3 separate regions of the Gossypium hirsutum genome follow, and all the other regions are linked to region 1. A link is a contact called in public Hi-C data. All regions are on one chromosome and are shown on one strand. Each heading gives the region's core, a stretch centred on a gene start, on an enhancer-like site or on the middle of the called end of the contact. The rest is flanking DNA. Distances are from core to core; before and after follow the strand shown.

Region 1 (5,127 bases), core at 1,271-3,770:
TATTATTATTATTATTTATTATTTTAGATACATTTGCTTGCTAAGTTGTACCTATCTTAGTGTTATTTAAGTATAATTTTTTTAAAAATTTATTTTTAAATTGTTAGAAAACATTTATTTTAATATTTTTAGTGTATTTGATATATTATATTTATTTTATTTTTATATAAAAAATAATATACAAAATTTAAATATGACCGAATCAAGTCGAGTTCAAATTCTAACAATTTTATCGAGAGAAATTTAGACAAAATTTTAAGTTTTTTTTTTTAAAATGAGCTTCAACCTGAAAAAGAGATAACAAATTTTGCTTTCCCTCGGCCATGATGACCTCTAAATAATCCTAAACGCACACACCCATATTTCCATCATTTTTTAAGGTAATAAATTACAAAATTTTCATTTTTTGATTCGTCTCTTGCATGAAATTTGTTCCAACATATTATAAATTTCAAAACAATCATGCTTTGTTCAAATATAATTCGTGATTAAATGATTCATTGCAGTCCGGGTGCTGTAAACTGCCGGACGAGTGCGTGTTTACATATAGAGGTCTGACGAACTGGACGAAGGAGAGCGGAGTTTTCGACAATCCCGATTGCAAAACATGGGAAAACGATCCCAAAGTGTTTATGTTTTAATTGCAAATCATGCAAGGCGGCTGTGGCAGATAATTTGAAGCAGTCGTTAAGGAAAAAGGCGACCGTCAATATCGTCTTCCTTGTTCTCCTCACCATAGGATTTTGTGTGTGTATTTGCGCTTTTTGGAACAACGGCAAAGACGATGCTTATAGTGCTTAAACGGTGTCTAAAGTAGCCATTGTATGTGATACTTTGCGTGTTAAGTTGGATTTGTTTGTAGTAATTCTACTATTAGTTTTGGTTAATTAACAATAAGGTGATATAAAGGATGTTTGATTTTTGAAACAATTTTGAGATTAAAAATTCATGTTTATATATTTAAAAAAACATGTAAATGGATGAAGTGGTTTTTTTTTTAATATTTCTGAATTTTGGTTATATTATTATAATTTTTATTTATAAAATTAAGATATGATTGTTTTTATTATTTATAGTTGAAATTTTTTAAATTTATAAATTTTACTAGATTGAATTTCCTATAAATAATATAATCTATTTAATTTAGTATCAATTCCAATCCAATTCAATAAAAACAATAAAACATTGTTAAATTATTTTTTTCATAATAAATATCAAAATAAACTGTCTAAATAGAGGTTAATAAAACAAAGGTACTCATAAATTATTTGAATTTCATTTAAACAATATTTGAATTCAATTTGATGATTATTTAGTCAAGCTTGAGATTGAATAGTTTGAGTTATCAATCAAGTTTAATTTGATTGAGGTTAAACTTTTTAGAATCAAAACTAAATTAATATAATATATAAATGTTAAGGTTATTATTATGTCAATTTTAAAAGCTACCATATTTAGGGTAAGTAAAATTTAATTTAACTCGAAAAAAATTAAATTTTTAATTAACTCTTTCTTTTTCAAATTTTGAGTTATAATTAAGTTAAATTTTTGAATTCAAATAACTCAAATAATTCGAATAAGTCAAATATTAAATCATTCTTCTCCTCTTCATCCAACCCCCCCCCCCAAACACTTTTACTTTCCTAAAAAAAAATTACTTCCTCGCAAACTCCCAAAAACATTTTTCCATTTATTTTCCCCGAAACTTTTATTCCCCAAACCCTTAAAAATATTTTTCTTTTATTTTTTTCTCAAAACTTTTACTTCTCCAAACCCTCAATTTTTTTTTCTTTTTTGCTTTCTCCTAAAACTTTTACCTCTCCCAAACCTCAAAATTTTTTTTGAACTTATGTCTACTATTTATATTATTGAATAAATTCCACACTTTATATTATTTATATTATTAAACTGTTTAATAATGTTGAATTTTTATCAATTTTCGTTAAAATTAAATTATTGATTATGACATAAAATATAGGTGTTAAAATTTTCTATAAGTATCAATTTGTCATTTTATCTTTAAAATAACTTTTATTAAAAAAATCATTTTTTACCTTTAATATATATTTTTAATTTCAAAATACAATGTGAGAAGAATTAGAAGATAATTGAAGCAACTAAGCAAGCAAATAAGCTATTATGTACATTAAAGATTAATAAATAAATTATAAGGAGATGGAAGTTAATAACAAATTTAATTCCAGTGAGCAAATTTAATTATGATGGGTGAAAGTGGCTACAAGGATCCAAAGTTATTTTTTAAATTTAACTCGAAAAATATATTCAATTTGAATTCCATCTCACTCAACTCGATTTGAGAAAATTTCAAATCAAGTTAAGATGATAAAATAGGATTCATCAGTTAGATTAACTCAAAAATTTTCACTCTATTCCATTTGATTCGATCGAACGCTCACTCCTAGACACATCATCTTCCCACAAGCAAGTGAAAAAAAAAATCGAATAGTTTGGTGATGATTTTATAACTTTTTATAATTAGATGACTAAAAAAAATTAGTAATAGTTGGTGGACTAACTGTGTAGTTTAACCATTTACTTTCGTGTAGAAAGTTTAAAACGACGCTGTTTAGGAGGACAAAAAGGCTTTCTTACTGGAACTCTGATTTTGGATCCGAGGAGTTAGTGAATTAGCGATGATGGCAGCAGCTGAGAAATTCGTGGAAGCTGATAATGCGGAAGCCATAATAACAAGAATCGAGCACAAATCCAGGAAGATCGAGAGCTTACTTAAACAGTAAGTATTTTTAATCCATTTAAAATCTCTTTTGAAAAAAACCCTTAATTAATTGAAATTAATTTCTTCCTATCTCAGGAATAAGCCCGTTGAAGCTCTTAAAACTGCGCTCGAGGGATCTTCTCATATGATACGTGACGAGCGATGCAAGGTTTTGGACCCCAAAAAATGTTCAATTTCTTTTTATTCAATTATATAAAACATTAAGCATTTCTTCTTCTTCTTTTCTTTTTAATTTTGGATTTGGGGATTTGCAGTCAGCGAATTGGATAGTTGTGCATAGAGCGCTAATGGCTATAAAAGATGTCGAAGGAATGTTCTCTTCTTTGGATCCTGAGTACTATGATATCCTTATGAAGTGAGGTTTTTTTTTTTTTTGGGTATTCCTTGTTTTGATTGTATTGTATCTCAAAATTAGAAAATTTAAATTAGGGCGAGCTAGTTTTATTCTCAATTATGCATATTAGTATTATGATCTCTTCCTAATAGATTATTTTATATTCCATGTTTGTAGCTTTATGTTATTGTCATTCTTATTGCTGATAATATGAGTCCAATTTCATACCCTTTAGAGCTGAATTTTCATAGTTGGTGCTGGTGCTATGGTTTTTAACATTTTTACTGTAATTGTTCTGATAAGGAGTTTGGTAGGGAACAATGTTACTTGGACTTGGTTTATTACAGATATAACAGTTTATTGGGTTTAAAGTCTTCTTTCTGTAGGAGTTTGGTCTTTGTTGCGAACTCAGAGTATTGGTGACAGGATATCTTATATTGGCTAGAATGGTAGGAACCTGAGGTTGAAAAAGAAAATCAGATTTGAATTCTGCAGAACTAATCATATTCAATATTGAATATTGGTAAAGGTCTAGAAGTTCATTCAGCTGATGACACTTACAAAACTTTATCTTTACTAGGTCTTTGAGTTCCGCTACTGAACATTGCCTAGTGAAATGTTATAGCTCTGGTAAAAGTAAACAATTGCTTTCTTGACAAGTACACATGCTCAGTATTTGTGTATTTGATACTGCAAAATAATAATAAGCAAGGATTATTGTGTTATTTCCAGGTATTTGTATAGAGGATTGTCAACCGGAGATCGCCCCACATGTGATCAGTGCCTTAGGATCCATGAGAAGCTGACGGAGAGAGCTGGTTTGGGCTGCATACTTCGTTCCCTTGCAGATACTGTGAATGCAATTTGACTCCAATAGGCCCTTCACTTTGGAAAATGTTTTCAAGTGTTGTTGTTCTTAAATCATTGAAGTGCTTTAGAAGCTTTTATGTTACAGCTTTTCTTCCATGATTCGTATTTCCAGATCAGAGTTGCGGTCACATGGGTTATATGGTCTCCTATCTGGCTTTTCTACTTGGGGTAATTGGAGGTGTTTAGGTATAGAATCTTATCACCACCTTCCAGTCCCTCTCCCTTTCCCTCCCTCTTTATCTTAATTTGAGAATCTTGTTACCTATGGGTTGCTATGAAATTTGCATGAAAAGAGAGATCGAATATGAAGCAAAAGACTTCAAAAAGTATAGATAGCTGTAATTGTTATATATACTAGACATGAGCATATTTTCTGTTCCTTATTGGTAAAAGTACGATGAAGCTTTTGTATTATAAGTTAAATTGTATTTTGTCTCTTTTATCTAAAAATAGGCAAATTAATTCATATATGTTAGATCAATGAGCAAATTGGCAATTTCTGTTAAAGATTCATCCATTTCTACTGGTAAAATACAATCCAACTCCTAGTAAAAAATTTTTTGGTACTTTTACCTTTCTTTTTTTGTTTCTTGGTTATATTTTTTGGTTTCTTGCCTGTGGATTGCTAGATGTCTAAAAATAGCCTGACAATCAACCAAAAACTTATTTAGAACTCAATAAATCTTAACTTGAGTAGGTGTAGTTGAGCTGAGGGAGTAGACATGAGATATAGAGTGGAAACTGTTGTTTCGTAGGGACCAATGATGATAAAAGAGAAGTAGTTGCTCATTGTTGAAACTGAGTGCATTATTGAAGACTTGCTAATGCAGTTATTAGCACATTGAGAGCACGTTTGGTTCGCTGTATTGGATTAGAGGTGTATTGGATTGGATTAGAGGTGTAATGGAATAGAGGTGTAATAGCAAATCAACTGTTTGGTTGAATGTAATGGAATAGAGGCGTAATAGTAAAACTGTGTTTGGTTGAATGTAATAGAGGTGTAATAGCATAATGGAGAAAACTAAAATGACCAGAATACCCTTAGCATAAATTTGTTTTGGTAAATGATTATTGTTATTGTTATTTAAATTTTAATAAGATTATTTATTATCAAAAATAAATAATTTAATCATATTTAAACATAATTATTATTTAATATATTTTA
Region 2 (5,127 bases), core at 1,729-4,228, 480 kb after region 1:
AAAGATATGAAATTCCTAATTAGATTGTCCTATTGATTGGTACATGATTTCCTAATCAATATACATATATATTTGATAAAAGTTCCATAGAGCCTTTATATTAGAAGTTAGATTGCAGTTTTCCTTCCTTTATTCAAAAATTGAGCAAATTAGTCTCTGTATGTTAGATTAAAGAGTAAACTAGTTTTTTTTCTTCAAAATTTCATCCATTTCTACTATTAAAAATTAATGTGACTTAACCATAAAGTTACACGGTGTGTCCCACCTGTAGCTCATTCTAATGTACATAGACTAATTTTTAATAGTAAAAATAAATAAAATTTTTAACAGAAGCACCAATTTGCTCTTTGATTTGATGTATAGAAACTACTTTGCTCATTCTTTTAGTAGAAGGGGCAAAATGCAATCTGACTCTTAGTACAAGGGCTTCCATGATACTTTTACCTACATATTTATAGTTTGACAATGATTACATGAAAATTCAAAGTGGACTTGTTTGAAATAAACAATATATTTATGAGCCTTATAGGGAAATTTTATCAAAGCAGATAAAAGCAATTGGTTGTTTCGTTGCAGCCAAATGTGGAAAGAGACCTCAAAGGGGCTTTCACGTTTAAGCTATTTGCAGCAGCATCCTTAATTGAATGTGAAAGGGCAGGTGCAGCCACATTGTATTTAATGAAGAGATATATATAAAAGAGTGTATGATTGGGGAACGAAACGCTTGGACGATGAGATGGCCACATGCTTTTATGTACAAAATCTAAACCACCTTAAATAATTAGGGTTTTGTTTTTGTTGCCTATCAACTCTGATTTATGAAATGATAATGAAAGGAATGATAAATGTTTCAACAATAATTTTTTGAAAAATAGCTTGAATTTTACGTGGAGTATATCTAAAATGCGTCGATAATATTATTTTATCAATTAGTAATGAATGTAGAGGTAATGTATATTACTCTCTTAAGGGGAGATGCAAATTTTGAAGACAGCATTGTTAAGAGGGATAATTTCGAATTTCCGAACATAAATTATAAAACGAACATGAATGATACCTAAAAAAAATTAATACGCATATGCTTACTGAATGAACAATTGTCTATGTGCTAGGATTGTAAATGCTCTTTTTTTTGTTACTAACACTTCTATTGGCAGTCAGTGGTGGAGTCAGGATGTTAATTTTAAGAAGGCCGAACTAAAATTAGATGTGTTACCTAAAATTTTTTTTCTATTCCAATTTTTACAAGGAGGAGAGATGAGGAAAGTAGTGGCTCTTTTCATACTCCAATTTTTACTCCTCAAATTTGGTTTTTTCAAAATAATTTTTTCTTTGTTTTTAACAAGAATAAATTTATTAATATTGTTTTTAATACTATAAAAATATTGGAGGAGCCAACTTCTATCTTTGGGAGGGGTATAGTATGTATATAAAGAGGAAAACTGAAAAATCTTAAATCCAGAGAGGCCACCCCTAGGTCTCTTGTTGGCTCCACCACTATTGGCAGTAGGCCTAGGAAGTATAATTCCTTGCAAGGTGTCTCCCTGTTAACAACGCTCTCACTCCACAATGTGAAAAGCTCCCTGGTAGTTTCATACTTCATATTACTTAATTAAAAGTGGAGGAAGACATACAACTAAGCAAAGGTTGTAGAACTAACATGGGAAAGAAGGTTCTTAGGTTGCTCCATTTTTGAGATATCTTGGAGGTTCAAAATGCGGACATTTTTAAGGAGTATACTTCTTAACCTTTTCATGAAATACAAGTGCTTTCCCTTTTGGTAAATAGAGAGTACACTTGTATTTGATCATACAAGTAACATTTTACTTACCAAAAATGATACGTGAGTGTAACTTTCGCCTGATATTTTTAATTGCCCTCTTTCTTAGAAATACATTCACTGATTTCTTTCAATCCCATTATCTAGTACTTTAGCATGTTAACTCTTACTTTTTTCTGTAACCATTCGTTAATAACTTCCTTCTAGGGCTTAAAAATAGAGGCTTGAACATTTCATTTGGGATTTTTTGATATTTTGGCAAACTTAAGCGTACTCTAAATTCTCTATAATTTTCTCTAAACAATCACAACAACTATAGTAACTATTACTTTTCTTTAGTTGCCTATTGCTTTCATCACCACAACTATTTGTTTTTTGATTCTGCTCAAATCTTTCTCTCCACCGTATCTGTGTGAAGTCTCCTTACTTTAACAAAAGAATCCTCTATAGGTACAAACGTGTTAAAAATTTGATCAATATATTTTAAATATGCTCCATGTTAGGTTTGAGCTAACGTTTAATACCCAAGTTGACGATTAAGGAAATGACCTGATTGATATAATATTGATACTTCAAAAGTTTAATTGGAACGTTTTGAAGTTTGGAGACTAATTTAAGATGTCTGATGCAACTAAACCCTTTTTGTTTGATAAATGTTGTTTAGCCTTGGGCCAGACTAAAATTGAGAAACCATATGGGTTTTATTATTGAAATTGAAGGGTCGGTAGGCCTTGAAATAGAAAGATTATATATCCTTTTTTGAGTGACTCCGATTCCCTTAGGCCTTTGCCATATAAATCCATTGAAAAGTAGAACAAAGTGAAGGGAAAAAAGAAAAAGGGGAAATAGATGGCATGGGAATCAAATGCTTTTCAATGAAATTTTAGAACCTTGAACTTTGAAAGCAAAAGAACATCAAGTATCCACTGATCATTTTCTCCTATTTGGAGAATATAAGTTGTTTAACTTTCTTAATCTTATGCGCATATTTGGTTTCTAATTCTAATTTGGTCCCAACTTCATGGATCTTCCTTAGGCTAATTGATGGAAAATTGGCAAGGCAGAAAATCAAAGCATTTCAGCCAAGTTAATGGGGTGGGGTTGCATTTGTTTGATGCAACAATTCAAGACCACCCGATGGAGCAAGTGGTTAAAGTTCTTAGTCGGCGCCCAAATGCCAAAGTTCAAGTCTTGCCAGTCACATTCCCCAATAGGTCAAATTGCAAACTTGGGCTTGTAAGTGTTGGATCTAATACCGTGAGCCAATTGAAAGCTTTGTTATAATTCTCAGCAAATGCCGGTGGACCATTTTTGTTTTAGCATTAATGGCTTTTTTTTTTTTGTAGAGTTGGTCATCATCAAAATGGCTTTATTGAATTTGGATTTTAGCATATTGGCTTTTGTTCCTTAAATTATCCAAAAGGAATCTCGTCATTGGAAGATCACATTCAACGTAGCCTATTGATAAATGTCAATTTTTTGGTGTTACACAAGCACTGACCTCAGCTCTTTGGTAATTACAATACACCTTTTTGGAATTATGTGATTTAAAAAAATTTATGTTAAATTCAAACATTTGTTATCAATTAAAATTTTAACATTAAACATTTGAATATTAGAATGACACATGCTTAAATTAACAAAAGATCATTAATGATATTATCAATTTAAAACTTTTTAACACATAACTTTGAATATTAGAATGCCATATATTTAAATTTAATAGAAAGTTATTAATTTTATTGTCGGACATTAATTTTTTTATGGGATCATGGTACATGTTTATCTCTTTGGGGTTAGATAAATATTCAACTTGGCATTGATGCCCCATTTATTGTGAACATGTGATGCCCCCATTTGGACTAAGGTTGATGAGATGCTATATTTTGTTGTGCAAAATCACCCAAAATATAGTAAGCTCAAAACCCCACAAATTTTCCTTCTGGAAGACGAAACAAACAGCCTATTTCTAATGTGATATTTATATTTAACAAAAGTTATATATTTTTGTATTTAAAAGTAATAAAATTAATTTTTTTTTGTTTAATTTAAATTTTAAAGTTGATTTGATTAATTGCTGATATTATTAGGTCTGGATTTTGATGGTTTTGTTAATAAAATAAATTTAGTATCAATTGCGAATTTACTTAATTTGTTAAATATAGTTTGAAGGCTTTGTTTAATTAGAGATTAACTTTCATTAAAGTAACCTTAAAACTAGAATTAAATATTAGAAAGTTAACACTGTTACTTTTAGATACCAAAATGTATAGCTTTTGCAAAATAAATAAATAAAAGTATCATATTATAAAAAAAATGCTAAACTCAAGTACGAAGTGCCAATTGATCAACATTGTTGTTTTGTGGTTTCGAAATGCTTTTAAAAAATGTAATTTTGTTAATTTCAAGTGTTTGACATTATTATGATTGAAATTAAAATGTTCATATTAAATATGATATTGAAAAGTAAAGCATTCATATACTATAACAAGTGTTATTATTTAGATAATAACAATTACTATTATATTTAATTAATTTATATTGTATAAGGATAGTAATAATATCTAACAAGCAACTTTTTCCCATTTTCTATTTTGCGGCAAAATCAACAATTTAAAAGACTGTATGGGTTTTAAAGTCTCACAACATGCTGATGTCATTTGTGGGTTTTAGTCCAGTTAGTTGATTTCATCTAAAATTTTTTAATCTTTATTTATTTGTACTGTGATAATTTAATTCTACATGTTTTAACATGTTTATATCTAACTGTGCTATAATAGTTTGATTTTACTCATTTAAGGTATCTATGTGTTTGTACTTTGATTGCATAGTTAGTGTAATAGGTGCAATAATTTTGAATCAAGATATGACATCTCGTTCAAAAGAAAAATCAAGATATGATATCAGCAAAAATTGTGGATCACATGAAAGAATGGGGATTGATTTGCAAATTGTGTGGCCCGGCTGTGATTTGGAGCCTGAATTTTGATGGGAGTTGGGCCTATCTCAATTGTTTGGTTCAATAATGGGGTGGTTAAGTATAAGTGTCGGTTCAAACTGCAAATGAAGAAATTTCACATTATCTTTCATAGAGATAACAAAGAACGTGGTAATTGTCATTCTACTGTTTTTATGTGTGTTCTACTTTCATCAATCTAATTGTTTTAGTATAGGTTATTTTGATTTTTAATATATACTGATTTGATTTAGAGAAATAATAGAATGGGGTGAGAGTGGATATTATTAAATCCATATTCACTCCATAGCTGACACGCTCTGCTCTACCACCAATTCCGTTCTACTATCAATATAATATCTTGAAACCATTATTAATTTTATGGACATTG
Region 3 (5,127 bases), core at 863-3,362, 280 kb before region 1:
GTCTAAGAACTATAATGCATGCCTTCCAAATCTTCCAGAAGGAAGAAACAACAAAAGAGGAAATAGAAAAGACAAATTATAGCTTCTCCTTTTGTCTTTTTTCTTTTCTGTTGAAGCAACACATGGTTTCCGTTTTTTATGCATTTCCAATCATTCTCAAACTATTGTGATGCATTGACTTTAAACTATTTTTTCCCTAAGGGATAAAATGGGAAACTACGCAAAGGCAGTACAAGTGCTACACAAGCAACTGATGGAAGCCATCTTAGAAACTTTAGGATTGAACTTTGGCAACTTACAGAAGGAAATTGAAGAAGGCAATCAACTAATGGCCATTAATTGCTATCCAGCTTGTCCTGAACCAGACCTCACATTAGGTATGCCACCACACTCAGATTACGGAACGCTAACTGTCCTGCTTCAGAGTGGCCCAGGGCTACAGCTACAGGACAACAAGAAGAAATGGCTCTCTGTTCCATTTGTTGAAGGCGCCTTACTAGTCCAATTGGGAGATCAAATAGAAGTGATGAGCAATGGACAGTACAAGAGTGTTGTTCATCAAGTGACTCTAAGCGCGGAGAACAAGCGGTTGTCCATAGCAAGTCTTCACAGTCTACCTATAAACAAGAAAATAGGACCAGCACCAGAGCTTGTGGATGAGCAACATCCTGTCTCCTACAACGAGTTCAGTTTCAGAGATTTTCTTGATTACATCTCAAGCAACGACATTGCAGACAAAAGATTCATTGATTCAATTAAGAAGTCTGTATGAAGGAAAAGCAACAGAGTTTGTGCTCATACATTAGACTTTTTAAAAGGCAAAACGCCTACAAATGCTTTTAGCTTTAATCAAATATGTTATCGGGTATTTATGCATATGGTTAGGAGAACATAATACCATTAAGAATAAACTAGCAAAGTGTTTGTGTCCCCACCTCCCTCAACTTGAGTGGCAGAAATCTTTATGTCAAAGCAATAAATTATCCAGGTTTTTGCATCAATATTGGAGTCAGCAGTCACACACGAGCCAATCAACAAACAAATATTTTATATAAAGTACTCGAATAGGCTCTTCCATTCCAAGCACAATAGTAGAAAGGTAAGAATGATTCAGTTCTTTTTCGGTATTTGTGTTGCCTCCTGAATTCTAAACACTTGGTAAGTAATAACACGACTCAATTGCAACCTTCAAAGCTTTGCTTGGTAGGAAGGATAGAAACTGAGTATGGATGCAAAAACTTTGAATCTAATGGTTAGATCCCATAACTTCTTTCATCGGATTAAACACTTTTTCTGTTCTTACCCTTCTCTATCCTTTTTTCACCAAGCAAAAGCCCAAGGCATTCTAACAACGCTGTCCAGATATAAATGTAATTAATAATTTTAGTGCTTAGCATATCAAATCATCTCATTTACACTTGGATTTATTTCACAGCATTTTTAGCAATCATTGTTCAATAATCTATCCTAATCTAAAATTGAAGTTCAATTGCCACTCTTATCTTAGTCCCAAAATTTAAAAAAAAAAAAACCCTAATATTTCTATCTCCAATTTTCATCATATTCAGTTTTTTTTTTCTCCATTGATTGGAATCCAATCAGCTCGTTTACTTAATTACTTTCTGAATCCATCTCCACTATTCCTTTTCCACAAACTCCTAATTAAGGATATAATCGCATAATGTGAAGCACAAACGAGCCTAAAACAAACACTAGGGAGATTGGATTTTTCTCATGTTAATCCAAATTTTACCACAACTTAACAAATTAATCTGAATCACTTACAAAACATGTTGAATCACTCAAAAAAAAAATTGAGGTCTAAAATTCAAATCACTTACTCATACATCAAACGCGCTCAAAATCACCCCCATTTTCCCCCTTATGATTCCGGCGAAGCTCTCTGTTTACTCCGTTTCCTCCTTAGTCCGTACAGTCGGAGGAAAAATAACATTTTTTTTAACAGCTGTTTTCTAAGCTCATACGTTTTTTTTTAAATTGATATTATTATTTTACGTTCCATGGATTTCATAACACGATGAGACGTGTTATCGGTCAAGTACTTGAGTACGTGTGTAAACACGTTAGTCATCGAAAATAGCTGGTTTAGATTTGGTGTGGGGCCCAGCACAGAATTTCGCTCATAAATAAAGCGCCACGTGTCGAATGATGATGTGGCATGATCCACGTTGAGGAAAATGAGGAGATCAATATTTGATTTTTTTTTCCAGATAAATTTCTCGTAATTATGAAAAACTGGCTTACAATTAACATGACGTAACATTTACGTGTCATTTCCGTCAGCTTCCTTTCTGAAATTTGCTTCCGTGGCTCCCAACTTTTACAATTTTGCATCTACATCCTTTTTTCAAACGAGGGGGCCAATGCCAATAATAAAAATTATTAACTTATTCCCTTTTTTTTTTAAAGTATAGTTTGCAAAGTTGTCTCACTTTATTCATCAATAAAATGTAAAATTATTTATATAGTGATGAATTAGAAATTTTGATTTATTTAAATGAATTGAAATTTTGTTAATTGAATTAGCCAAACAAAAAAAAAACCAAAATAATTTCGATTAATTCAGTCAATTTTCAATTAATCAAATAAAATTACTCCAAAATCCAAAATATTTTATAGAGACATTACATTTCAGGCTGATAAAGAAAAATATATACAAATTTACATAAATTAAGTTACACTCAAAGCACCATTTTGTTGTTATCCTAATTGAGGGACAAAAAATTAATGGCATTGACCCTTTTTCATAGCGTTATTAGTATATGCAAATTAATAACGCTGTTAACAACCATTATTAAGATAATGACATGATTTTTTTGGTTGATTTCTCATAGTAAAAATTCATTTCATTACTTTAAAACCAAATGTTATCAATTTTGACCTGTAGATGTACTAGGTTAGGTCTAATTAAATCAAAAGGATTAAATACAAAATTTTTATATAATAAAGGCACTAAAACCTTAATTAGATCAATATTTTTTACATTAACATTAACCAACCCAACTTGGCACATCATATGCTAACTTCAGCAGCATCATGACTTGCTCATAAATTTCACTTGTAAGTTGATGGTAGAAGTGATAGTATAGTGCCTGCGGGGTTGAACTCATCAATCAGGATTTACCTTCTAGTCAAGTGGTAGTATTTTTATTTACGAATATTGTATAAGGGTTTGAGTTTCAATCTTACCAAAGTTAAAATATTAAAACATTTTGGGTGAATTAGATACCACGACAAATTTCGAGAATTTATTAAGTCTCTTTATGAAGTTGGGAGACAAAATCTGATATAACCAGATATACTATGGGCACAAAACAAGACCCGAGAAGAAGATAACACCTTCGTGATTCAAGAACAGCTCCCTTCAATAGAATTATTTTTAGTAAAAAGATAAAATAAAATGGGATTATTACATTAAAGCATAATTTAGCATCATTGATTGAAAAAACTCTTAAAAAATGATTCATTCCTCGTTAGCAACCTTCAAATTCTTTAAACCTTGTAATAAAAATGGATTAGTTTAACCAGAGAACGCCCTTCACAGTCTTTTAGTTGCTTCCACTGTAAAAAAATAAGGAGGAGATAAAGGTTTTTGGTTACCTGGTTTCTCAAGTCCAGTTAGCATAGAAGATGATGAATCATGTTCTATAGAGCTGGCCTGAGTGACACAGGGAAATTAGCAGCAAATAAATTTGTCTCAGAAAATAAAGCAATAAATTGCAATGATTGAAACTAAAAGGAAAAAAACTTTTTTACACGATTCCTACCCATTTAGATTAGAGGATACTACGTATTTAAGCATGCTTGAAACCATGTCCCGATCATGATCATTTATTAGTTCATCCATGCAAGAGATCCAGTGCAATTCAGACAAAGCACAAAAAAGTGAAAAACAAAACCTTAAAAGGGAAACATGCAACGAAAGAAATCCCACATTCATCCCAAATTCAGACAGCCCTTTTAAGTTGATAGAGGGTTTCACTTCTGGTAAAAGTGCATAATGAACGAGTATTTATACATATAGTATGTGAAGAGGAAGAAATGCCAGCTTGTTTATTAGTCAATGCTAATATTGTTGTGTTTCCATGTCACCAATTCAACGTAATGAATCTAAAATGTCTAGTATCGGACAGCTTTGAAACGACAAAGATGTTGGATGTTTTCGACAGTAATATGAAGCTGTCAAGTTGCAGTGTGTGATCAAAACCACAAGGTTGGGAAAAGAAAAACAGAGATTTCGGTAACACGGTAATCAAAGGAAATCACATGGCTAGCTGGGAGAAGGAAAAGTGATGAAGATTAAAGGAAGAGCACATGGTCCATGTGTCTGCCCACCCCTGGTTTTATGTCCCACTTGTTCTTTAAGGCGTCTTAATGGCTGACGTTAGTCCATAAAAAGGTGATAGTGGGAGGAATTCTCATTCATGTTCCAACTTTAAATATTTGATTAATCATCATAATGTTACATCATCATGCTGCTAAACCTTAACCAACCCTCACGTTTCTACACATGATGTTTATGTCATCAAATTCATATTGCAAGCTTGAAATATACTCCCCACACAACCAACTTGACCCTGCCTGGGATGTTTTAAGAACCCCAAAATTCATGCCCTAAAATCAACAATTTGGTCCAAGGCCTCACCCAAATAAAACCGCGCCACTCGAACCTAGACCTCTAACAAATTTATAAGCTCAGGTCTAGTCTGTATTATAGATGTTAAACTCGAGCTCGACAGTATTAAATTTTTTATTTTTATATAATTTTTAAAAAATATATATAATACATAAAAAAATATTAAAAATATTAAAATAACACTAAGATAGGTGCAGCTTAACAAGCAAATGCCTCTAAGATAGTAGTAAAATTAACAATACAACAATAGTTATACAATATTTAAATAATAACAACAAAATAGTGGCAATATAATAATGAAATGACAGCAAAACAGTGGGAAAACAATAGCAAAACAATAATGTTTTAGCCAAAAATTTACGTGAGGCCTGACCCGTTTTCTAAACGAGCCTTATTTTTTGCCCAAGCCCATTTTTTGAATCTATATTTTTATTTAGACCTTCCTACTTTTTAAGCAAGTCTTTACGCCG

Evidence for each region. A called contact is a pair of places that touch in the nucleus more often than the background predicts.
Region 2: a contact with region 1 is called in a Hi-C map of leaf, with 2.0 times the contacts expected there. The contact joins the enhancer-like site here to the promoter of LOC107923952 in region 1. A contact is called at or near these places in 2 of 34 Hi-C or Micro-C datasets (callus and leaf).
Region 3: a contact with region 1 is called in a Hi-C map of leaf, with 2.5 times the contacts expected there. The contact joins the enhancer-like site here to the promoter of LOC107923952 in region 1. A contact is called at or near these places in 2 of 34 Hi-C or Micro-C datasets (both in leaf).

The regions. Positions count from the first base shown.
Region 1 is chrA12:77,414,656-77,419,782 of Gossypium_hirsutum_v2.1, reverse strand. LOC107923952 (actin-related protein 2/3 complex subunit 5A) reads left to right here and starts at 2,520. Exons shown (of 4, transcript XM_016854175.2): 1 at 2,520-2,755; 2 at 2,834-2,906; 3 at 3,013-3,113; 4 at 3,825-4,340. The coding sequence starts at 2,655. The coding sequence ends at 3,960.
Region 2 is chrA12:76,939,887-76,945,013 of Gossypium_hirsutum_v2.1, reverse strand. No RefSeq gene overlaps it. Among protein-coding and RNA genes, the nearest start is that of LOC107891590, 6.9 kb to the left of the region's middle. Within about 2 kb of position 2,978, at least 2 of the 9 cell types and tissues checked have an H3K27ac peak or open chromatin away from gene starts, as enhancers often do. A contact at or near this core is called in leaf, where this site is marked.
Region 3 is chrA12:77,689,881-77,695,007 of Gossypium_hirsutum_v2.1, reverse strand. LOC107921881 (2-oxoglutarate-dependent dioxygenase 21, chloroplastic) reads left to right here. Exons shown (of 3, transcript XM_041084165.1): 3 at 202-1,834. The coding sequence ends at 772. Among protein-coding and RNA genes, the nearest start is that of LOC107921881, 3.5 kb to the left of the region's middle. Within about 2 kb of position 2,112, at least 3 of the 9 cell types and tissues checked have an H3K27ac peak or open chromatin away from gene starts, as enhancers often do. A contact at or near this core is called in leaf, where this site is marked.